Linked DNA regions of Mus musculus: all the other regions are linked to region 1. Evidence: chromatin contacts called from public HiChIP or PLAC-seq data. All regions are on one chromosome and are shown on one strand. Each heading gives the region's core, a stretch centred on a gene start, on an enhancer-like site or on the middle of the called end of the contact. The rest is flanking DNA. Distances are from core to core; before and after follow the strand shown.

Region 1 (4,791 bases), core at 965-3,464:
CCAGAAAGACCAGCCTCCTCTGCACTACTGGGAACAGCTGGCAATGGCCACTCTCAGTGCAGACTTGCCTGGCCCAGGTTTACTGCATCTATATCTTAACAAAACTAGGAACATTAATGTGAACAGTGCTGGCCATATCACCCACACCGCCTGTTCTGCGAAATCCACAGTTCCTTCTGAATAGCACTCTACATGGAAAGCTGTTTTCAAGGATTGACTGTTTATTGGATTTAGAGAAATGAGGAATATAGGAGGGGAGGAAGGGAAGAGGAGAAGAAGAAAGAGGAGGAGGGGGAGGAAGGGGAGGAGGAAGAAGAAGGTAGAAGAGGAGGGAGAGGAGAGTAAGGAGGAGGGGGAGGAGGAGGGAAAGGAGGAGGGGGAAGAAGAAGAGGAGGAAGAAGAGAAGAGTTGTCAGGTGTCCAGGGCTCCCTATTTGACCCTCCCAACCTGCCTGAGACCTGTGAAAGTCCTTATACTTCAGTGGATTCAGTCTACCTATCTGATGAATCAAACACCCCAAGCATCAAAGCTCTACCAGCAGATGATTATGTGCATTTTTTCTGATTTTCTGTTTCCCTAGAAAATGAAGCATCTGAGATTTGTAATCTAATTGCAGAATCTAGTATGGATGGGGTCTCCTCCCTGGACTTTGGCCTCTACTGTCACTGATTTTATCATAATTACATATGCTTAATTGTTTATATGCATTATCATAAATAGCCACTTCCAGTAGATCACCGAGCTGAAAAGGGAAATCCCGCTGGCAGCTATGGTCCTACGCTTGGTTCCTTACAGTGGAGGGTGCCTTTACTATATATAGTACCTATGAATTGACAAATGAATCATTTCATTGTCAAATAGATACTAACATCCTGTAAACGCCAGTCGATAACATGCTGATACCAGCTCTTCCTAAAGGCTGGCACTACACCATTCATTAGTCAGCAGAAAGTCACAGCTTCCCCAAAGCCTCTGTGATAAGGGAGGAAAGGATTCTAAAGGAATACCTAAGTTACCATTTAAAAAGTCACACTGTGAGTATATGTGAATAATATGATCACAAGCTGGTTGGAGGAAGAAAGTCAGATGGCTAAAAATAACGAAGATATGCAAATATATACACATATACACATTATATATGTGTGTGTATATGTATGTATGTATATATATATATATATATATATATATATATATATACATTGTGTGTGTGTGTGTATGTGCGCGCATGCACGTGTGCTGGCCTGCCCAGTGTCATCTTTCCACATAGTAGTTTCTGTGTGATCCTGGGTCCTTGCACAGCTGCCACCTCCTAGGCAGGGACCCATGGAAGCTAGCTGGAGGCTTCTCGCTATTCTTCCATTTGTGAGTGTGATGTCACGTACAGCCCCCGACACCACCCTATCCCACTGCCAGTCTCCGAGATTCATTCATGTTACTGGATGAATGAACAACCCTGGTGCCAGGTGTTTCCAAGCCAAGAGGAAATCTCACAGTATCTAAATTTCGCCACATGGATGGTAATTTCACTTCTTTCCACCTGCTTCATTTACTGTCCTCCCAAGTTTGGAGAGAGAGAGAGAGAGAGAGAGAGAGAGAGAGAGAGAGAGAGAGAGAGAGAGAGGACTGTGTGCAGTTACTCAAGAAACCTAAATAAATGTAAATGAATACTAATAATTCCGAAGGGTCATTGTTTTCAAATGGAGTCCCTGGTTTTGCCTTAGCTGGCTTTCTCTTTTGTAACATCTTCCATGATTCTTACTTAGTTTGCAAATGTCTGATTCTGCTGAGGTAAAGAAACCATCCAGCCCTTTGCTATGGTCTCCCCTTGTCCCGCTGAAGGAAACAGTGAACATAGCCTAAGGGATGCTAATGTGCCCTTAGCAGCCTCCAAGTCAGGGAAAAAAAAATGGAGACAGACTTCCAATTGACCCAGTTAGCTTTTCCCATTCTTTGTCACCTGCTGTGTAACCCACCCAGGTCTCTGCATAAGCAGCAGGAGCAAGCTGGTTGATTTAAGAAGACTAAGAAAGGAGCCCAGCCCATTGGCCCTCACTGTTCTTCTGAGAGGTCTGGGACAGAGGCTCGAGCTTTTGTTCTTCAAAACAAGCCTATGCAAGAAGCAATTACCTCCCAAACAAGAATTCCCTAGCGCTCTGAGAGAGCATTAAGACTAGATGCTTGCTGAATTGGAGGAGGGGCTCCACTAGTTGCAGACCTCTGGGCGAACACTAGGGCTGTGCGGGTGGGGCATCCGAATGATCAGTCTGTGCTCCGCCCTGGCATCCTTAGGATCTGGGGTCTCAAGCCACGCCCTCAGCCCCACCACCACTCCCCACCCCGGCAAGCTGAGAGGTGGGGGCTCTGAAAGACAGCAAGACAGAGACAGACAGAGAGAGAGAGAGAGAGAGAGAGAGAGAGAGAGAGAGAGAGAGAGAGAGAGAGAGAGGAGCATGCTGAGGCTGAGAAACAAAGCGATGAGATCACCCGGAAGGAGCCAGTTCCATCGCGGAAGACAGAGAATGAAGTGCAAAGTAGGGATGACCAAAGGAAACAGATGTCAAAATGTAGGGAGTAGGGCAGATCAACTAAAGCACAGAAAGGAAGCCAAAAATCAGTGTGTGCAAGAAAGAGCGGAAACTGCAGAGAGGCCAGTCAAAATCAGCGTTGCTTAGGGAAAAAGCAAGTTAGTTTCAGCCCCCTCCTCTGCTCCCCAAAGTCTGGGGTCTTGTCAGTTCCTTATTTTATACAGATTTTGTATATCAAGGGTAAGAGGGTGAGCTTCAGGGTGCCCCTGAATCCAAACCATCAGGCAGTGTGTTTAATTAATTTCTCATCTGAGTGTCCATAGAATGTCCACAGTTTTTCTAAGCTCAGTGCTGCCTGTTACTTCTGTACCTCTAGAAAAGTGTCTTTGTTATTAGGCCGAGTTATTGAAAAGAAAAAAAAAAGATCAAAACATACGAAACACATAAACTGTGATAGGAGTGAAGAATTTGGTAATAACTGACTGAGAGCAGTCACCTAACCCAGATAACATTCAAAGGCACAACTTCGAAGGTAATTACAGGAAGGAAAGCCTGAAGACTGATACATTGCATGATGGGAGAAAAAGGGAGGGGTTCGATGCCAGGATGGTCTGTGGGCCTTAGGGAACACTCTTTGGACACTTATGGATGTAGTGACTGAGCCCACTAAGTGATCTAGATTCTTCTCTCTTCCTCACAGGGAACTGCCCAGTACCCTGGCTGTTCTGGATCAGACAGCACTCAGTAGTAAGTGCTGGTAGCTGAAAAGCCCTTTACCTAACGTTTCTTTCTTAAGCCTGAAGATGACCATATGACAACTGTATCCTTATGCCTAAGCAACTCTCCTCGTCTGCACTTACAATTCAATGTGGCTCTTTCTCAGGTGCCTATTAATTTGACTCTTCTCTCTATCCAGTCTCCTCACCCAACAGTTCCTTCTACCATTTAACCAGGCAGCAAGAAGGTTCCCTTGAAACGCCATTTAGCTACCCTCTCTCCCATAACGTTGCTCTTGAGAATCGAATTCTGACACAAAGGTTTCAGGTAAACAGTAGGTTTGTAACCTTCCTTCTCACTACTGTTGAATTGGCTAACATAACACATAGCTCAGAGAGGAGGTGTGTGAGTGTGAGTGTGTGTGTGTGTGTCTGTGTGTGTGTGTGTGTGTGTGTGCGTGTGTGTGGTTTTATGCATACACCCCTTTTCCAATGAAATCAGATGTAAATAAAGGCTTCTGTCTTGTGGCAGGACCTGGCTTTTGCAATCTAGAATGCTCTGTAGCTATGATTCCTGGTATAAGATCAGACACATGAAGACCCTGTCACGATCAGAGGAAGGACTTATGGGAGCACATCTCTAACTGATGATTTATATGAATTAATGGTGGATGAGAGAGAGAGAGAGAGAGAGAGAGAGAGAGAGAGAGAGAGATTCTTTGGTGATATAGCCATTGGTACGGTACCCATGATCCTGTAAATAATCAGGTTTATTAAACCTGATTGGTATAAGTTTCCATAAGAGATAGACAGCTCTCCAGCTCCATTTTGGATGAACTTGAAGTTTTGCAGACAGATGAAGAAATTTTCACTTGTGTTATTATAGTGTGGGAGGTGTTTTAAGTTTTAAGGTTAACAATTGTCTTTTCTAAGAAGCTGTTCACCGCAAGGCCGTTTCTACTAACATACCTTTGTTTCCTGGGAAATGGAAGACTGCACTGTTACAAAGTTCAAGTTTAAATAGATTAAATGATTTTTCTTCCAACCCAGCTTCAAATGAGCAACAAAAATGCTCTTCCATCTACATCAGGGGTTTGTAACTTTCATTGTACATGTCTGCCAACTAATATAATTATAAGAAAAAGACTCATTCACTCTACCTCGAAGGCTGCTGAGGGCAGGAGTCTGCTCAGACGTACCCAGATGCGTTTTTTGATTGATTGCAGTCAGTGATCTATAGATTACACTGAGGACTGACTGCAACCTGAACCACACTTCTGTCTGAAAATATGTTCCTTGAATACATTGAAAATGGCTCTACTGATCAAGTAAGAATTTTCTATTTTATTCCATTGTTTCCAATGGACACCCAGAAGTAGCTATTTCCACAAAATGGCCAATAATCCTTACTCTAAATTCCAATTAAAAATATCATAATGCCATGTTATCTCACAGCTAGGGACACAAGCTTACAGAGGCAGTGATAGAGCTGGGGCTCTTTAGGCCTCTTTACCTCCGAGTGTTCTCCCAGCCCCCCCTGAGTTCCCAGG
Region 2 (4,791 bases), core at 1,535-4,034, 440 kb after region 1:
AGTGAAAGGAAATGATGAGTGTTTCTTCACAGTTTATTTGTGAAACACACAATGCCCTAACTCCTTTTCCTCTTCCCCTGCCCACTGGTTGCCTAGGAGATGGAGAAAAGTGAAATTGCTCTCTCTTGGACCAAGATGAAAGCCTGAGGTTTAGATTGACAGGACTATCCTACCTCTGTGCGCTGTTATGAAGAGTGGGGGTATTTTATTCAATCCACTGGATTTTAGGCTCAATTCTTGACATTTCTTTTGGATTTACATACACTATTCAGATCTGATAGGCAGTAGGATTCACTAAGAGAAATAAATACCTGAATCCCTAATGACATGCTTGATTATATAATTTTCTCATAAAGCACATAAGTAGAAGCTAACAATAGCTTTAATGCCCTCTACAGTCAATCAAAACACAAACGGAACTGTTCATAATGGCTTTGCTCCCCACTCTGCAGTTCAAACTCAAGAAAGTTCTCAAGAGTTTGATTCTTTCTTTATATCTGATCTAACTCAGTATCCTAAAGCAACAGAATTGCCCAGCAATTTACTTTAATAGGTGAGTTCATCTAAAGGGTGAAACAACTGTTTCCCTCAAAAGGATTGGAGGTATAAGCCCCAGTCAAATATTTTTTAAACAAAATCCAAGAAGGGAAAATTTTTGAGCTGTTATGGAAATAGTCTCCCCAATCACTTCTAACTTGTTATTTTCTTTAACACTTTTTCAAATCCTCCTTTACCTTGTAAGGATTAGTGACTCACACACAACGTGAACCTGAAGAATCTTAATTTCTTGCAAGTTCTGTAAACATCACCATTACCTTCTCTCCCATGTAATAGATTACCCCACTAGCTCGGCAATCGTGCCTTGTATCCGTGACCTTGGACCTTGGTGTTTCTGAGGTTAGTAAAGTTTATGGTGAGTTTTCATGCTTCTCACCAGACTGAATTTTAAGGTTGACCTTCAAAGAGAGGTATGCTCCAGTGTGGCTCTGCCCACTTGTTACGGTGTTCTTTTCTGTCAGATACATAAGGGGCTTTGCCTTATCCTATATGAGTTGTGAAATTGTCAACCATATACCACCAACTGTAGTATTCCATCTGAGAAAATGAGTTCACATTTATGTCTCCTTTCTGTTTCCTTCCTAAAGATCCTATACCACTGCCTCATGTCAAAAAGTCATTCTCCCAAAGGAATAAGTAGCTAGGCTCTGCTACAAGGGGAAGACGAAAGTCTGAGAAGAGTTTTACAGCGATAGTGATCCCAAGATTACTATGATCACACCTCTTCCAACACGTGGAGAAGCCCTTCTCGTGTATTCTAGAAGATTCTAAGAGCCACTTCAAAAATAGCCATGCAATAGATCTTCATTATCAACGACCACCAGGAAACAGCACTGTTAACTATTGCACGAATCTCAGCCTTACCATATCCAAAATAGTGATCAGAGACATAACACACGGAGAAAATCTTTACCAAGTAGGTCTCAAAGCATAAGAAGTGAAATGTAATTCTTTTCCTACCCATCTCAACATCTGCTTCCTAAACTTAGGATTCTTTCTAGGAACATGCTAGCTTAATTTATCTCCCTTACAAATTGATTTAGTACCTTATAATAACCTGGAATTCATTATATCATTATATATATATATATATTTCTTAAAAAGCCACCCATCTTATTTCCTCACAAGCATCTGTATTGTGCAAGTAACATCCTACAGATCTGTAATGCAGCATTTGGTGCTGTTCGACCTATACCAATCACAGCCAATGCCCATTGATTCCAGTATGCTTCACGATCTGTCCCGCATATGCCATTTTCTAAACATGCACAGTAAGAGGGAGAATAACTGGCATTTTAAGTATCAAGTGCAGGGTAACAACAAGCATTGTCCCTGGTTTGCTTGTGTTGTGACTGACTCAAGAAATAGATAAGCTAATATTCCACAAAATGTCAAGACACACTGGGATCATTTTGAAGAGACACAATCATAATTCAGCTCACTATACCTCCTGAATTGCTATTACACACTAATCCGACTGGAGGGCATTTTGACTGCTTTGATGTACAGTCTTTACTGGCTCAATTGTCCCATCTCAAATGTTCTAATGAAACGTTCTCTGCGAAGAAGAGATTTTGGAAACTGTACCTTAACACCAGAAGATATTGTTGGATTCAGTATCTATTCACTCTTCAAACCAACTGACAAATAACCAATGACATAAAGTAGATAGTAGCCTGCATATTGGCACCCATGCATAAATGTACAGGCTCTTTATATTATTTATCTAAGAAGTAATTGTTGAGCATTGACTGTGCCCACTTCCTCCCCCTTCCATCTAAGCAGCAGAATCGGTTAGGGACCTGCAATGCTATCCTCATTTAGCAACAGCAGAGCAGTGTCAGCAGCTCTATTCTGTGCTCTTTTGTTCAGCTTCTCTTTATTTCAGTGGTGTCTGCACAGCTCACCTGATGTCACTGGGAGAGAAAAAGAGACTAGCAAAACCCTTTGAATCGTTCTCATAGCTGGATTTATGTAATAGAAAACCTCATGATCCTGAGAACGTGTATTTTCATACATTACGATGTCAAAGTACTCTACTGCATAGCAAGCTGGGTAGACTGGAATATAAAGTGCTTCCGGTGGGAAGTGAGGAGACAGACAGAAGAATGTTTTCCTGTTCTCAGAAAAGCTAGTCAGATAGCTCTGTTTGAAAGGCAGCGTGTGTCAGTGTGAAGTAATCCTGCCCTCTCTCTTCCTCCCTGGCTTCTCCAGGGAAATGAGTCACACCTGGTCGCTGCCCTTCGGAGGGTGTTTGATGTTCTAAATTCTCATCAGCCCTGCACAGCTAGGATGATGTCAGCACAGTTGACATTGTTAGATCCCTGCTCTGCTTACATCAATTCCCTGTCGCTCGGGTGTCAGATCAGTGTGAAGAATGGAAGGGGGGAATCATCTTCTTAGCAACGAATCCCACTGAATCCCATGTCTCTAGGATCCTGAAAAGACATCTGGCACTTTGCTTTGGGGATTTCCTGTGCATGCCAGAATTTTAGTTAGATTAAAATACAGCCGCAGTGAGTCAAAAAGAAACCTCCCATCTTCTTCCACCAGAATGTATATGCTTTTACAGTACTTCACTTCCAAATGTTTATCACCAAAGTACACTATTTATTCACGTACCCCTGAATTCCTCTAGGATATACTTTCTTGGCTTGATAATCTTACTTCTGCTTAAAGCCAGAAAAGTCAAAAGGGGGCCATCTTTCCACCCTTCAGTAGTCAAACGCCATAGATAGGTATAAGTATATAAAATACACAATCACCTTACAAAAGAAAGAAAGAAAGAAAGAAAGAAAGAAAGAAAGAAGGAAGGAAGGAAGGAAGGAAGGAAGGAAGGAAGGAAGGAAGGAAAGAAAGAAAGAAAGAAAGAAAGAAAGAAAGAAAGAAAGAAAGAAAGAAAGAAAGAAAGATGGCCATGCTAATAAGAACAGGATCCAGATAGAGTACAGAATCATTTCCTGGATGCACTCAGAAGACTAGAATCATTAAATACGAAGCGTAACAACAGCACAATAAACTCAGACAGCTGCAGCCTTCAGATTCATCTATGTATTGATTATCCAGGGGAAGGCAGAGAGACCTTAGGAAAAGGATCTAAAAGGTTACTTTGGAAAATGTTACAGTGCAACAGCCAATAGAACCCTGCCCCTCATGCCAATAGCTGTCAGAAACCCCAACAATGAAGATTTAACGTCTACTCTTCCAGAACAACGTCTCAGAATTATTCTATCTCAGCTCTTTATGCAAACGCTTTTCGTTGCTTTCTAGCTCTCTTTGTGCTCAACCACTTATTCATCTTAGAACCATTTCTGGCTACAGCATCTTCCTCTGGGATAGTTAGAGTCAAGTGACCGAGGTGGGTAAGTGAGTGGACACCAAAATGCTGTGTGATAAGCATTCTCATTAGAAATAGCCTTAGGGTTCAGAGAGGATAAGAAACAAAGGGGAAGGCAAACCCAGGCTCTGGAACAGGAAGAAGTCCTCAGAATGGCATGCTGAGTATTCACCATTTGGTTTTGTTTTTATAATTGCAATTCAAATGATAATTTTAAATCCTGATACTTGGTCCATAGAATGCAAGTATACATTTTTAGCAAATAGTTCCATTGTAGTCCAGAGGGTTCATTTGTCTGCCAACTTGCCCAAGTTACCCAGAGTAGGTATATCCCCAACACAGGGAGAAACAGACACTTCTTTAGACCTCCATAGTAGGAACAATCAAATGAGTTCAGAGGGGGATTTTGTGTTCAAATCCTAAAACCCTAGGCTAGTACCTAGGACACACATAAAATACCGCGTTGCTTGCCTTTCTCCCAGCAGATTCTCTTTCATGTTGTATTCTGTTGACTTACTGCTCCCTCACCAACAAAAAAACCAGAGCCTGGATTGAGTAGTAGCAGCTCAACAGTAAATAGTTTGCCTCACACTCAGGGACCCTGCATATGGTCCTCAGTACTACACACACACACACACACACGAACCCCTCTAAAAATACACTTCAATATTTTTAGTTGTTGTTTGCTCTACAGAACATCCTAGATGTCCTTGTACTATGACCTAACACCCAGGTGTCTACAACACACTTTCAGACCAGCCATGGTGGTGCAGGCCTTTCCTGCCAACACTCATAAGACAGAGGCTGGTAAGTATCTGTGAACTAGAAGCAGCCTGTCTACATAGTGAGCTCCAAGCCAGCCAGAGCTCCAGGTATTCAAACAAAAAACTAAGAAG
Region 3 (4,791 bases), core at 1,361-3,860, 410 kb after region 1:
ATTTGGGTGAACACTAATTGTGTCTTTCAGTCTTGAGGTTCTATGGAAAGCACCCTCCCCCCACCCCACCCCAGTGCCAAGCCGTAAGCTGGATGTCAGTCCTTTTCACTGACACTGAATTTTTACCTCTTTCTCGCCTAGGTAATTTTGTAGAAAGACAAAATGGAACGTCACAATAAGCACCATAAAGGTGCTGATTTCGAGATGTTGTTTAAAGGATGCTGTGATCCAGGCATGGTAATTCACAGCTGTAATCCCAGCACTGGGGAGCCTGCAGTGAGCTTGATGCCTACCTGAGCTATGCTGAGATACCCTGTCTCCTAAACATGACAGGTAAATAAAACAAATTAATTAGATACATTCAATGAAAAAAAGCTCCTTAAATGTATTTCAAGTCAGCTTTCCAATCCTTTTTAAAATCCATGTGTGTTAAACACATGTGTGTCCAGCTGTGCACACATGTAGGAGAAACAAAAGGCATCCTACCGTATCACTCACTGTCTTATTCCATTGAGGGACAGGATCTTCCATCAGCCAGCAAGCCACAGTGATCCTCCTGTCTCTGCCCCTCACCCCCAGTGATGGCATCACAGGTGTGTGGGGCCACATGTAGATTTCTACATGGGTGTTGGGGATTAGCCCAGGTCCTCATGTTTATGCAACAAATGCTTTTTCCCCAGGGAGCCATCTCTCCAGCCCTCTCCATTCATTCAAAATAATTCAATTAAGGAAAAGATGAAAAAAAGAAGGAACAACAGCCCTGAATCAAATCTATGAAAAATTAGCAACCAGTTAACAAGGAAGGAGCTATGAAATATTAAGATGGGAAATGAAGGGTTTCAGATATTTTCAAACATTTAAAGTACCACATCATAACATGGGAGCCCACCCTGGTAAGCTGGTTGCAAAAAGATTCTTATTTAAGGGAGGAATCTTTCTTCGATACCAAACTAACGAGAGGTAGATTGTGCATTAGCATATAGCTAGCATTTTGGAACAGTTTCCAGCTGTGCAGGAAACACTGAGAAGCAGGAAAATGGAGCCCACTCTCTGCAGTCATCAATCCGTGTACAACACTTATGGATTCCAGGAAATAAAAAATCGCTCATTCCACAAATATTTACCAAACCTCATCTGGTCCCTTACACAGACCTAAGAAGCATCTTCAATAGAATTCCAAGCTTGTCATTGCTCAGGGACCATCCTCTCCAGCATCTAGGTGATGCTCCCATTAATGCCAGCCTTCCCCACTAGCATCCATATTTCCCCCATTGTAACTAGGTAACTAGGTAACTAGGTATTACCTCTAGTGGCAGGAAGAGAGAACCCCATCAAAAGGTACATAGAAGTCAAGGTCAACACACACCTAATTTGCTTTTCCTTTATGTAATATGGTCTCACTAGGTTTCTGTAAAATGGAGCCAGGCTGCTAAACCCAGTGAGATGTACAAAGAAAAGGACATTATTGTCATGCTCAAGGAGGGCTTTACTTAAAAAAAAAAAAAAAAAAAAAAAAAGGAGCGGGGGAGAAAATATCTTAGTCTGAGAGCACAAGGGAGGGGCCATAAACATGATAGTTGAGGACAGACTACCAGAGAAGCCCCTTGAAGCATTCGGCCCATGGCTTACAGAGCATTCGGTCCCTGTTTAGCACAAGGACAGTCTAGAGATGCTCTGTCTATCTGCTGATCAGAGACAAGGCTGCACAGAGGAGTGCCACTTAAATCCCATTCCAGCTGCTCCCCATGTCAGAAGTCCACACCGGAAAACTGGAATAGGCTCTGATGTGAGAGAGCTGCCCCATGGTTCAGAGTAGCAAGAACTCGGACCTGCTGACCGCTTGCAGCTCTGAGCACAACAGAATGTAGTAAAAGCCTTGCAGAGATGCAAAATTAGATGAGTGGTCTCCGGGGAAATGAATGAATAAACACTAATGTCTGCTGTCTGACTGTCTACTCATTTGCTTGTGATATTTATATTGAAGGCCTTCAGCGTGCTGATCGCATTTTAAAAGCCAAGTATGTGTATGCTGGTTTACAAGTATACAATCTAGAGAATGAAGCCTAGTTGATCTAAAGAGGTCTGTCCCCATGCCTCCCATCTTCACAGGGAAGAGGCAGAGGGGACAGAGGCAGCCTGCAACTCAATGAAGTTTGCCTATTCAGGCTTTGACCTTTGCTCTTCTTGTCTTGCCAGTGACACTGAAGATTCTTAATCTAGTCACTTGAGATGACCTGTGTTACTAGAAACCATTACGGTCAAAATGAAAACGCATTAAAAGGCAGGTAATATGCTTGCTACTGTGATACATGGGACTTTATTCTTCCTGCAGAGTGCAGAGCAACGCGAGTCTGCCCCATCAGCACAGAAACAGGACAATCTTTCATATGGATGAAATAGCCTTGAAAGCTTCGTCACTGCAGAGCAGAGAGAAGCTACTAAAATGGTTCTTCTTAGCCTCTTTCTGCTGATAAAAAAAAATGGAGAGAGAGAGAGAGTGAGAGAGTGAGAGAGAGAGAGAGAGAGAGAGAGACTGCACCACCTCCCAAGGGCTTCAATGCAGTTGCTATGGCAACACTATATCTGAGTCAGAACTATTAACAATCACCATGGCAACAAGTGTCTCACTTGCCATTTCCAGAAACTGGATGCGTTTGGACTGAAATCATCACACCATGAAGAAAGGGGTGGGGCCTCTCTCTCACTAGGAAACAGAAATACTTTCTCCAAATACCTTACGCAAAAAAAAAAAAATGTTTTAAGTAAAATGAAGTTAAATAGGAAGGGAATCATGTTGTTATGAGCCACACAACACTGTCTCTGTAATCTTATTGTTTGTTGGAATTAGTGCCAAAAATGTTAATAATCAGGATGTTAAATTTATTTTACCCATAAGTCCCAGTAAAATCTTTCATATATATGAGTGAACTTCCTTCCTGTTTTGTCAACGTGAACAAGAACACATTTTATATGTCTTGCCTGGCTCTCTTCTGTATCTGCGTAATCTCCCTAGCCTTACCCCGTCAGACACCCTCGTGAATATTTAGCACAGTAGAATTCTTTAGAGATTTGTGGATCACACTTGTCAAGCAGAAGAAATGATCGTGCTTATTCCTGTAGAGGCACCGAAATGGAGGGTGTGGTGCTGTTCGAGAAGAGGTCATGTTTCAACTTGGGGCTCTTCCTACTGCACAGTTTCAGATACAGAATGCTAAAATAGTTGGTGATACTGGACTTCACCTCAGGTGTGACCTCAGTGAGTGACTGCACACTGGCAGAAAAATCAACACTAGCTTGCTCTTTCTTGAGACCTGTTGGTTGAGTTCTCTTTGCTTTTTCATGACCCTTCCTTCCCTAATTGTCCCAGGATGCATTTCACTGCCAATGTTCCTGCCTCCAATCTATGTCATGTCATATTCTTGAGGTTTCTATCCCAGGGCCAAAAGAGGTTACCTGGTAGCCTTGAAGATAATTTCTCCTGTACTTTACCAATAGAAAGGTACAAGAGTGATGTGAAACAGATTTTCCTAAAACAAAAGCCAAATGAGATCAATGCTCAGATTAATATCTTTTTTTTCTTTTCTTTTCTCAGAACCTTGCTTAGTTAGAACAAGAATTCTCTTACAGAGACAAAGTTTGGAGCTGAGACAAAAGGATGGTCCATCTAGAGACTGCCATATCCAGGGATCCATCCCATAATTAGCCTCCAAACGATGACACCATTGCATACACTAGCAAGCCTTTGTTGCAAGGACGGTGATATAGCTGTCCCTTGTGAGACTACCCTGGGGCCTAGCAAACACAGAAGTGGATGCTCACAGTCAACTATTGGATGGATCACAGGGCCCCCAATGGAGGAGCTAGAGAAAGTATCCAAGGAGCTAAAGAGATCTGCAACCCTGTCGGAGGAACAACATTATGAACTAACCAGTACCCCAGAGCTCTTGACTCTAGCTGCATATGTATCAAAAGATGACCTAGTCGGCCATCACTGGAAAGAGAGGCCCATTGGTCAGGCAAACGTTATATGCCCCAGTACAGGGGAATGCCAGGGTCAAAAAATGGGAATGGGTGGGTAGGGGAGTGGGGGGGGGGGACTTTTGGAATAGCATTGGAAATGTAATTGAAGAAAATACGTAATAAAAAAAAAAGAAAAAAAATTTTACCCCCTCAATAGAATTACCTATCTGTGTTTGAAATACTTGCTTCAGAGCTCACACCTGGGAGACCAACAAACTCAGAAACTCAGAAAACAAACTGAGTTTCCTCAGTTTACCTGTCACATGAGAACAGAGGTGACAGGACCTTTTTCACAACCAATCCTAGGCTGCTGGATTATTGCAAGGCAGGATTTCTATAGAATAGTAATGGATGGAGAAGAGAGAGAGAGACAAAGTAGGTGCTCCTGAGGTCAATGTGAAAGAAAGCCCCGGGGAAAGGCTTTCAAACCTATTGTTGAGCAGTAACCTCAAGGGCAGGAGGGTGGAGGCTAAGAGTCAAGACTTCCCAGCTCACAAAGACAGTTGTTCTGGGGGAAAAAAAAAAGTTGCATCTTACAAGGAACCCACAGGGGTCAAAGGCTCCAACAGTGCTGCCTGGTCTTAGATACATAAGAACATAGCTACTAAATTTTCTCTACACACAACCACATTGGAAATACTCGATGTATACACAAAATAGCGTGGACTACTTATTTGTTAACTTTTAAAATGTATTTTACTTATTTCTATTTTATTATTCATTTATTTATGGGGTGTGGTGTGTGTGTGTGTGTGTCTGTGTGTCTGTGTG
Region 4 (4,791 bases), core at 1,281-3,780, 370 kb after region 1:
AAAAAAAAAAAGACCACATGTTCTAGGACTTATTATAAACACTGAGTCATTGAGCCAAGTGTCATCAGGCCTGAGTTTAGCATCAGGTGACATGAGTCTCTTCCTCCAGACTATTTTGTGCATTTCCTTCTCCACAGGGACAACTTTTGATGATGCTTTATTTACATGTCAGTTTCAGATGACACAGGTCCAAGCAGACACCAACACAGCATTTCAGAACAAGCCACACTGAGTCACCACCAGCAAAGGAGGACCAATAATGATGCAGTGGATGCCAAGTTAAGCAGGAAGTGTGTGGGCACAGGTGTATGGGAAAGAATCCCAGCACTGTGAATAAACAGCTAGGAAGGACAGCGAACGCTCTGAGAAGACTGAGACAGAGGGTAAGGCATGCAACTCAATGGCAAAAGATAAAAGAAAGAAAGTAAGAGCATGCATGTGGTGACTACATAGAGCGGGAGGAGAAAGAAAAACAAGAAGTAGATGTTGATAGATTCTCAAAACAGAGGCAGGAGGAGAGACAAAGATTCCCAGTGAAGACAGTTAGAATACAAGCTTTGTGGACCAGAAGTTCTGGTTGTCTCTCAGTGTCTTAAGACTGCCCATTCAGCACGTCTAGTGGAACTCCATATGCAAGAATCTCATTCCTTGTTTTAGTACAACAACAAAATCTCTCCCATCCATCGATTCTGCAACCTCTTCTCTCATGAGACCTCAACTATATCTTGCTAGTCCTTGGAAGCATGCTTAACAACAACAACAACAAATAACAACAAAATAACCTATTGAGATTAGCCTAATTTTTAAAAAAACAATTTAAAATTGTTGACTTCATGGCAAAGAAGCCAGTAAGTAAGGGAAATATTTAGCCAATTCTTTAAAGATGCTTCTAGCTACCAAGGATAAAGATGCCATAATTATACTGCTGTGGTCAAGCAACAATTTCTACTAGGGTGACTGGACACTTGACAGGTGATATCTGTGGTCATATCTATCTGAGAACTCTGTTCTTTCTTCTTCCAGTTTAGCTTGCCAAGGCAAAGAAGAAGGCAACAGCAGCAGTAGCAAGACTCACAAGGGCAGCTGTAAGGTCATGGTCACATTTGATCGTCTTGCCACAGGAGAGGTAGAGGCAGGGAAGAATGCTTCCAGGAACTCTATTTATAGTCTGTGGTGGGAGACAACGTTTCCCTTCATCTCTTTGTACTTTCTGTGATCATATTATCTTTCTAACCCTTATCAAAAGTCTGGTTTTCCAAATACGTACAAATACACATCTTACAATGATATAAGCCTGCCCATAAAGACAATCCAGCCCAATATCTTTTCACATTTGGTCCCTCACTTAAAAGATAAAAGAATAGGTCCCTAAAAATGACAGAAATCATATTCCTTCATTTGGTCATTACATTTACAATGGTGTGTACCTTTCTTTTTCTCCTTGGTGAACAGTTCCAAACTACAGAGATGTTAGGAACCGAACCAAAGACTAGGTAGGTCAACCATTTCCAGGAGACTGCTGAAAGTCATATCCTGGGATAAAGCCAAGAGTAAATGCCAATCAAATGAAACCTCCATCCAAAGCCCCTTAGAAAATCGGAAATGACATAGAAAGATACAGGAAACAGGAAGAGCTAATCCTAGGTACAGCACTTCCTCTCTGACAGAGAGAGATTTGGAGTCTTTGTGTAGAGCTAATGTTCTTCGTCTGTACAAGTAGATGGTGCTCCAGGAGCAAGGCCAGGTGGCCATGAATTCTTGGCCAAGAACTCTCTAGCCATTGCTTAAATATTTTCAGTGTCCCCCACACTTAAACTTTGCCATTGCTGGACAGCTCCAGTGACTCTAAAGCTGTTCTCAAGATCTGAGCCAGGAACATTTATTTGTCTTCTCTTTACTCCATATCTCTGAGCGTCACACTTCCCTTTACATCAGCAAAGCTTACTCATACATCCTGTTGTTCCTCCTTCAGTCCAAGCCTTTGCATTATTTTTACGAGATTTCCCCACCTCCCCAGACAATCAGATTCTAACTACACTCCCCAGTTTTCTTCTCATCTAAATTATTCACAATTGTATTCAGAATTGTGTGTGTGCAGTGGCCTGTCTTTTGGAGTGGTTGTTGTGAAAGCTGAAATGACATTCGGTCACAATACAAAGGCACATCATACATTCTGAAGTGCAGCGAGGGTATGAATCAACAGCCAAACGTATACTGCAATAGTCTTCCCTGTCTGGGTTGCCTTCAGATCACCACCGCATAGAACAAGATTCAACAACGGCACAGGAAAAGTGGATGTGGCAAAACATCCACTCACTGACTAAGTTCTGCAGGCTCGGTCCTTCCAGATTAAGTTGAGACAAATTTTGCTTGAAGAAAATTTCAAATCTCAGTGAGTCATGACTATTTGGGTGGATTTAGAATGCTTGAGCTCACAAATGTCAAATTCACAAATGTTAAAGGCCTGCAGCAGATGTGACTGAAGTCAGGCAGGAAATGAGTAACTCCAGATGGACGCAAACAATAGCGAGCTGTGAAGGTTATGTGTAACTGGGAAGGGATAATATAACCACAGCAAACATTAATACAGCAGATACTGTGTATAGCATGGCTTGAAAGGCTTTATGTGTATGGACCTGTTTGCCCTGCAGAGTATCCTATAACTCCTCATTCCCACTTGAATCTATGGTTGAAAAGTGGGGAAACTAGAGAAGACTAAATCCTCATTTGTGCTCTTCGGGAGAAAAAGGAAGAGCCAATGTCTCACCCAAGATGCTAAATGTTTGAGGCTGAACATGGAGAATGCAGACTTCCTCCATGCCTTCATAGTCTGAGGAAGTGAAAAGTAACTTTGTTCTTCTATGCTATTTAATTTCCTAAGGAGGAACTCCTAATAAACATGAAATCATTTCTACCACAGATGACTTATAAAGTACTTGTAAGACTTGTTGATTTTTACAGATAGTCTGTTTTGATATGAACATGGAACATAGTACAGAGGCACAGAGAGAAGGAAAAATAGTAGTTTCTGTTTTGGCCGTTATAGGACACAGATTCAAGCCAAGTTTTCTTACCCAATGACTAACTAGGGTTCAGAAACATATCCTGTGCTTATCTGGAATATCGTGAGGCAGTATTATGTATGCATTTGTAGTCTTTCTTTCCTTGTTTCTTCTGTTTTTCACCTGGGTTTTTAAACAGAGTCCCTTCTCTAAAATTTAGTCTCACCTGTAAAACCAGCAAAGAGAATAGTTTGGCTGATGCTAAGGATGTAGAGCAAGCAGCAGTGCCAGCAAATATGAAACTGAAAGAAGCCAAAGGCTTTTGTAGCTAGCTATGCTGCAAATGCCATTAAGAGATAAGTTATAGGAGATACAAATAGTACTTAACACAAATATCTTAAAACATGCTGTATTTAACATGTTTCTTCAATGTTTGTTCCTACACCTCACTTCTGACCCTCATCTTTTCCAACTTGGTCCCTTCCATTACCTACATACCCATTTTCCAGGTTGCATGTTTCGTCCCCTTCTAATTTGTGCATCACTCTTTGGTATGAAATGCAGAAACAAAACAAAAACAAACAAACAAACAAAAAACAAACAAACAAAAAGCACCCTTGCTGTTGACCAAGTCAGTCTTTAGCATCATTCTCCTGATAAAATATTTGAAGTCTATGAAACAATATTATTCCAGAACTAAAAACAAATAAGAATGTCAAAAGTACAGACCAATATCTCATAAACCCAGATGCAAATGTCATTCTTTTGAACACTAGTAAACCGATCCCAACAAAATATAAAAGTATGATTATATACCACAAAACTTAAAGGTTGTTCCAACATGAAAATCACTCAACAGGACATATTTTTTTTTGATTTTTTTTCCATTTTTTATTAGGTATTTCGCTCATTTACATTTGCAATGCTATACCAAAATTCCCCCATAGCCACCCACCCCCTCTCCCCTACCCACCCACTCCCCTTTTATGGCCCTGGCGTTCCCCTGTACTGGGGCATATAAAGTTTGCGTGTCCAATGGGCCTCTCTTTCCAGTGATGGCCGACTAGGCCATCTTTTGATGCATATGCAGCTACAACAGGACATATTAATGGAATAAAAAGTTTAAAACATATGATCATCTCAACAAACAGAGAATATGTATATGAAAAAATTCTACATCCTTTTATGATGTTTATAGAACTGGCATAGAAGAAAAAAATGCTCACTCTGAGAAAGGACATCTATGAAATATGCTCAGCTCTACATCATGCTGAAAGACTTTCTATACCTTCACAAATAAGGCAAGCCTATATACTTTCATGAATAAGGCTGCACACTTGTCTTATGCTTTCTGGTCAGCATTGAATTAGATGTTTTAGCCAGGGAAACTAAACAAGAAAAAAACAATAATCCTCTAGATTGAAAAGAAAGATGTAAATCTATGTAATCAAGTGAAATTATCTCACATATAGAAAACCCCAAGGAAGCCATTTAAAACAACGAACTGTTAGAACCAATAAATAAATGTTTTTGAATGTTACATCCTGGCAATCAAATTTTAAGAACTATCCTATATGGTAGCATCAAAAATGGAATACGTAAGAATATTTTGAAAAATATAAGGCACATTCAGTGAAAACTGTACAAAATCATTGAAAGGACTTAAAATCTACATAATATATGGTTATATGATAGATGATGATAGATAATTGTGGTAGATAATACATAGATAAATAATAGATGATAGGTGTGATAGATAATGCATAGAAAGATGATAGATAGATAGATA
Region 5 (4,791 bases), core at 763-3,262, 270 kb after region 1:
TGCAGAATCAGACCCACCACCACCACCACCACCATGATTTAAAGCCAAATCTGAAGCAAGATGTAGTTAAATACTAACCAGATGGATGGACTCTCTGTTAAGGTACATCTCTAGATCTCCAGAAAATGGCCACAAATTACCTTTGTTTGACCCAACTATACTGGATGTGCTTAATCACATGTGGGCATAATAATTAAAACTTTAATCGTAACTTTGGCTCTCGTGGTATCTTGTCTATCTAGTCTTCCAGGTCCTGAGGATCCCAAGGAAGTCTAAGAACAGAGCAGCTTTAAGAATTAGCTTGTGCCCCTTCTTAGAATTGGGAACAAAACACGCATGGAAGGAGTTACAGAGACAAAGTTTGGAGCTGAGACAAAAGGATGGACCATCTAGAGACTGCCATATCCAGGGATTCATCCCATAATCAGCCTCCAAACGATGACACCATTGCATACACTAGCAAGATTTTGCTGATGGGACCCTGATATAGCTGTCTCTAGTGAGACTACGCCGGGGCCTAGCAAACACGTAAGTGGATGCTCACAGTCAGCTATTGGATGGATCACGGGGCCCCCAATGGAGGAGCTAGAGAAAATACCCAAGGAGCTAAAGGGATCTGCAAACCTATAGGTGGAACAACATTATGAACTAACCAGTACCCCAGAGCTCTTGACTCTAGCTGCATATGTATCAAAAGATGGCCTAGTCGGCCATCAGTGGAAAGAGAGGCCCGTTGGACTTGCAAACTTTATATGCCCCAGTACAGGGGAATGCCAGGGCCAAAAAGTGGGAGTGGGTGGGTAGGGGAGTGGAGGACTTTTGGGATAGCATTGGAAATGTAAATGAGGAAAATACCTAATTTAAAAAAAGAGAGAGAAGAATTAGCTTGTGGCCTAGTGTGGTGGCACAGGACTTTAATCCCTGCACTCGGGAGGCAGAGGCAGGTAGATTTCTGAGTTCAAGGCCAGCCTGGTCTACAAAGTGAGTTCCACAGTGAGCTATACAGAGAAACCCTGTCTCGAAAACCAAAAAAAAAAAAAAAAAAAAAGAATTAGCTTGTCTTGATGCTAGAGATATACCTCAGGGATTAAGAGCACTTACTCTTCTTACAAAAGAGCCAGGTTCAGATCCTAGCAACTGTATGTGGGTCACAACCTTTTGTAACTCCCGTTGCAGATCAGATGCCCTCCCCTGGCATCATTGGGTAGTCTTTGGGGTACCTACAACTTGAGCATAACACTAGGACATGGCAAAGTTAGGGATTTTAAAACCTTTATAATCGCTTAGTCCTAACAGACTTCTATCTCTTAAGACTCCTGGCATCCTTTCCTGTTATTAAAAGTGTAAAGATAAATCAAGATAATAGTTTTAAAAATTCATTCATTTGATTTCATGTGTGTGAGTGCTTGCCTACATGTATGTGTGTATGGGCACTATGTACACCTGAACATGGGGACAGAACTACCTGATAAGCAGAATGGCTAAATTATGTATTCTCTGAAGGATGTCTAAAGTTATCTATATGCACCTTGACCCTGCTATTGCAGCCTGACTAGCTGTTGCTAAGGAGTGTGGGTTGCCATAGGTTGGTTGCTCAGGAGAACTCTGATTTTCTTCCTGGAATTGGAGTTTAGCCTCTGGTCTCACACAAAATGGAGTTTCTTCAAAAAACGGAGTTGACTGGGCTTTACACTATAAGAATTCTCAGGTTTCTTCTTAGGTTTTAAGCCTAATGCACTGAAACCTTCAAAGAGTCCTTCAGCTCGCAGACTTGGGGAGCCAGAGAAATCTGGAGAAACAGGTTCCTAAGTCCCACACATTGTCTCAACTCTTGCAAATAAGGACCTTCAAGACCCGTTGGTCCTTCACTAAGTGCAATGGGATGGAGCAGCTGGTGGCTCACCACATGTCTTATTAAACTAGGAGTTAATCTGATCAGAGCCTCAGCCTAGCTGTGGCTGGCTATATTTCCTTGGGGTTTTTTCTGTCCCTGAGGGGGAGGGGAGTGAAGATGCAGATGAGGAATTGAAGTGCTCTCACTGAGGCATGCCCAGATTTGCAATTCAATGGCATGGGGGAGGGGGGGCGACTCAGCTGAAGCTAAATGCCGCAGGGTCATTGGGGTTCTTTTTAGCAGCGGGGACTGTTTAAAGGGATGAGGGGTCAGGGATCTAGGGCACGGCAAGAAGCATCAAATGTATTCTCTGTCACTATGGAGAGAGGGGGGCCTTCTGGGAAAAGCAGACGATTGCATCACCGATTTGATTAGCAGAATGGCGAAGGAAGGGTGGGGTAATCCTATGCACTGTGACGATTTTTTTTTCTTCAAACACCTCCACCTTTCACTGTTGTTGCTATTGTTGCTTTTATTAAACAGGATATCAAATCCAAGTCAGCAAAAAACTGAGTAATCAGAAAAAATGTCATCAGCCTTGCTATTTTGATTTTTGTGATGTTTCTAGGAATGTGCTTTATCTGAAGCATCCTTTATTCCTCGGATGGTGGAAGGGACTTAGCAGTGGGTCCTGAAGGTGAATATTGTAACACAGATGAGCTTTAAACTATGGCAGAGGCCAGGCGCCTTAGGAGAACATACCAACATTAGAAATGAGAAAACCAGAAAGGAGGTGAGAAAGAAGTAGCAGAGAATTATCAAGAAGCCTACTATTAAGGAAAGAAACAATTTAGGGAAAATTTACATTCGATTTATTGTTTGATAAAGAATTGAAGGGTGCCACTTGATTATTTGATTAAGCTGAAGACATAGAGACTTTTCCTTTTACACTAGATCAAATGGTATATCTGATCAGAGTGAGAACAGCTTGTGTTAAAAGCTTTCTCTTCATCTTGTCAGGTACACTAGAAGTATACCTGCCAGTGGAAGCACATAGCATAAACTATGGTAATGCCATTTGACTGAGGCAGCATACAATACCTGACTAGCCACAACATCTATGTAAGTGCTGCAAAGAAGATGTAATGAACTTAAGTATGCCTAATATTTGAGTAGCCTTTCATATTCTTCAAAATTCCTCCACAGACTTTAGAAGACTTGCCATAGCAAATGTGTATGTGTGTGTGTATAAATGTATATATGTATGTAAATATATATGTGTGTATATATATGCATATATATCATATATATATGATAGTACTATTATATCTGTCTTTTCCCACTTTATCTGTCACATTAATGAGTAGGAAAAGTTAAATAAATAAACTTAGGACTCATATTTATTAATTAGTTCTACAGTATTGGTTTCCCTTGTAAGAGCAATCTGAAAGTTCTACTGAAGATTTGTGCTTTAGGTTTCCAAATCAGATTCTATGCATAATGGAGAGTTTGTCCACCATGACAACTCAACCTGAGAATTAAAGACTCTCAGGACATCTGCCTCCTGTCACCATGGATCTGTTCAGACAGATCACTGCAATTAAATACACTCATGCAAGCTAAAGAGGACCATTACTGTTCCAGTCTGAGAGTCACAATGCAGCTACAGGGTAATCTACAGCATGTTGAATTGGTCAAAACAGAACACATTCTACAATCAACTGACAGATTCTGATGAGAGGACAGTGAGCAACAAAGAGGGGAAGCAAAGCTGTCCTCGAGATATTTCAATTTCATGTACTCCCAAATTGAACAGATTTCCAGAAAAACCAATTTAAAGGATCATCTGCCTGTGAACCATTCAGAATGACTCCTGTTACTTTTAGTGAGATTGTGAAAATCTTCTGTAAGGCAACATACTTTAGCTCCTTAGTGTACAAACATACACAAAAAAGTACTTAATAAAACCCTAACTAGATGCTAAGTATTTTGAATCCTGCCTTTATCTACAGAGAACACTTATGAGAGCAGTTTACCTTTAATAGTAGAGATCATAGTATTTTAATGTTTGAAGATTATATATAATTCTGTAATTAGAAAATAACAAAAAAAAAAAAGAAAAGAAAAGAACATCAATCAACTAAAGAAAGAGTACAGCTATTGTGATGGTTTGTATATGCTCAACCCAGGGAGTGGCACTATTAGGAGATGTGGCCCTGTTGAAGTAGGTGTGTCACTATAGGTATGGGCTATAAGACCCTCAGCCTCGATGCCTGGAAGCCAGTATTTTGCTAGCAGCTTTCAGATGAAGATGTAGAACTCTCAGCTCCTCCTGCGCCATTCCTGCCTGGATGCTGCCATGTTCTCTCCTTGATGATAATGGACTCAACCTCTGAACCTATAAGCCAGCCCCAATTAAATGTTGTCCTTATAAGAGTTGCCTTGGTCATGGTGTCTGTCACAGCAGTAAAACCCTAATGAAGACAGCTATCTACACTCTAGGATAATGCTATAATTTTATGACTAGATGCTCAAAAGTACAGAAGTGATTTGGCTCATTAAATTTACAGGACCAACTCTGGCAACACTATTGTCTGGTGATCAGAACCACTAGAGCTGCTCGTCAGTGTCCATGTGAGAGGCTCAGAATGACTCCAAAGTCACTTCTTGCTCTAACCCCAGTTTTAAGAGTTTGAAGGTTATAGTGGCTTGAATAAGTTTGCTCCCCCCAGATTCATGGCCCACATGAAGTTGTGTCCACATTAGAATAGGTGTGGCCTTGTTGGAAGAAGTGTGTCACTGTGGGAGTGGCCTTTGAGGTCTTAGGCTCAGGCTCCTCCCAGTGCAGAAGAAATCTTCCTCCTAGCTGCCTATGAGACAGTCTCTCCTGGCTGCAGTTGAATCAAGAGGCAAACCTCTCAACTCCTTCTCCAGCACCACATCTGCTTGGATGCTGC

Evidence for each region. HiChIP or PLAC-seq counts read pairs in DNA pulled down with a chosen protein or histone mark.
Region 2: a contact with region 1 is called in an H3K27ac HiChIP or PLAC-seq map of oligodendrocyte precursor cells, with 4 times the contacts expected there. The contact joins two enhancer-like sites. A contact is called at or near these places in 1 of 15 datasets of contacts at CTCF or cohesin (the NIH/3T3 cell line), 1 of 484 Hi-C or Micro-C datasets (embryonic fibroblasts) and 10 of 115 datasets of contacts at active chromatin or transcription factors (embryonic basal ganglia, embryonic forebrain, embryonic hindbrain and 5 more).
Region 3: an H3K4me3 HiChIP or PLAC-seq map of forebrain shows a contact between it and region 1, with 7 times the contacts expected there. The contact joins two enhancer-like sites. A contact is called at or near these places in 1 of 484 Hi-C or Micro-C datasets (nephron progenitors) and 5 of 115 datasets of contacts at active chromatin or transcription factors (differentiating embryonic stem cells, embryonic basal ganglia, embryonic forebrain and 2 more).
Region 4: an H3K27ac HiChIP or PLAC-seq map of heart atrium shows a contact between it and region 1, with 5 read pairs. The contact joins two enhancer-like sites. A contact is called at or near these places in 3 of 115 datasets of contacts at active chromatin or transcription factors (cardiomyocytes, heart atrium and stem cell-derived neural progenitor cells).
Region 5: a contact with region 1 is called in an H3K27ac HiChIP or PLAC-seq map of embryonic stem cells, with 2.5 times the contacts expected there. The contact joins two enhancer-like sites. A contact is called at or near these places in 2 of 484 Hi-C or Micro-C datasets (the N1E-115 cell line and nephron progenitors) and 12 of 115 datasets of contacts at active chromatin or transcription factors (differentiating embryonic stem cells, embryonic basal ganglia, embryonic hindbrain and 5 more).

What each region holds. Positions count from the first base shown.
Region 1 is chr16:42,303,982-42,308,772 of GRCm38.p6, forward strand. All of the region lies in intron 1 of Gap43 (growth associated protein 43), which reads right to left. Among named protein-coding and RNA genes, the nearest start is that of Mir6540, 2.9 kb to the left of the region's middle. Within about 2 kb of position 2,215, at least 132 of the 459 cell types and tissues checked have an H3K27ac peak or open chromatin away from gene starts, as enhancers often do. A contact at or near this core is called in differentiating embryonic stem cells, embryonic basal ganglia, embryonic stem cells and 5 more, where this site is marked.
Region 2 is chr16:42,743,612-42,748,402 of GRCm38.p6, forward strand. All of the region lies in intron 1 of 4932412D23Rik (RIKEN cDNA 4932412D23 gene), which reads right to left. Among named protein-coding and RNA genes, the nearest start is that of Gm29960, 93 kb to the left of the region's middle. Within about 2 kb of position 2,785, at least 69 of the 459 cell types and tissues checked have an H3K27ac peak or open chromatin away from gene starts, as enhancers often do. A contact at or near this core is called in oligodendrocyte precursor cells, where this site is marked.
Region 3 is chr16:42,715,616-42,720,406 of GRCm38.p6, forward strand. No RefSeq gene overlaps it. Among named protein-coding and RNA genes, the nearest start is that of Gm29960, 65 kb to the left of the region's middle. Within about 2 kb of position 2,611, at least 65 of the 459 cell types and tissues checked have an H3K27ac peak or open chromatin away from gene starts, as enhancers often do. A contact at or near this core is called in embryonic basal ganglia and forebrain, where this site is marked.
Region 4 is chr16:42,674,966-42,679,756 of GRCm38.p6, forward strand. No RefSeq gene overlaps it. Among named protein-coding and RNA genes, the nearest start is that of Gm29960, 25 kb to the left of the region's middle. Within about 2 kb of position 2,531, at least 48 of the 459 cell types and tissues checked have an H3K27ac peak or open chromatin away from gene starts, as enhancers often do. A contact at or near this core is called in heart atrium, where this site is marked.
Region 5 is chr16:42,573,654-42,578,444 of GRCm38.p6, forward strand. No RefSeq gene overlaps it. Among named protein-coding and RNA genes, the nearest start is that of Gm29960, 77 kb to the right of the region's middle. Within about 2 kb of position 2,013, at least 57 of the 459 cell types and tissues checked have an H3K27ac peak or open chromatin away from gene starts, as enhancers often do. A contact at or near this core is called in differentiating embryonic stem cells, embryonic basal ganglia, embryonic stem cells and 2 more, where this site is marked.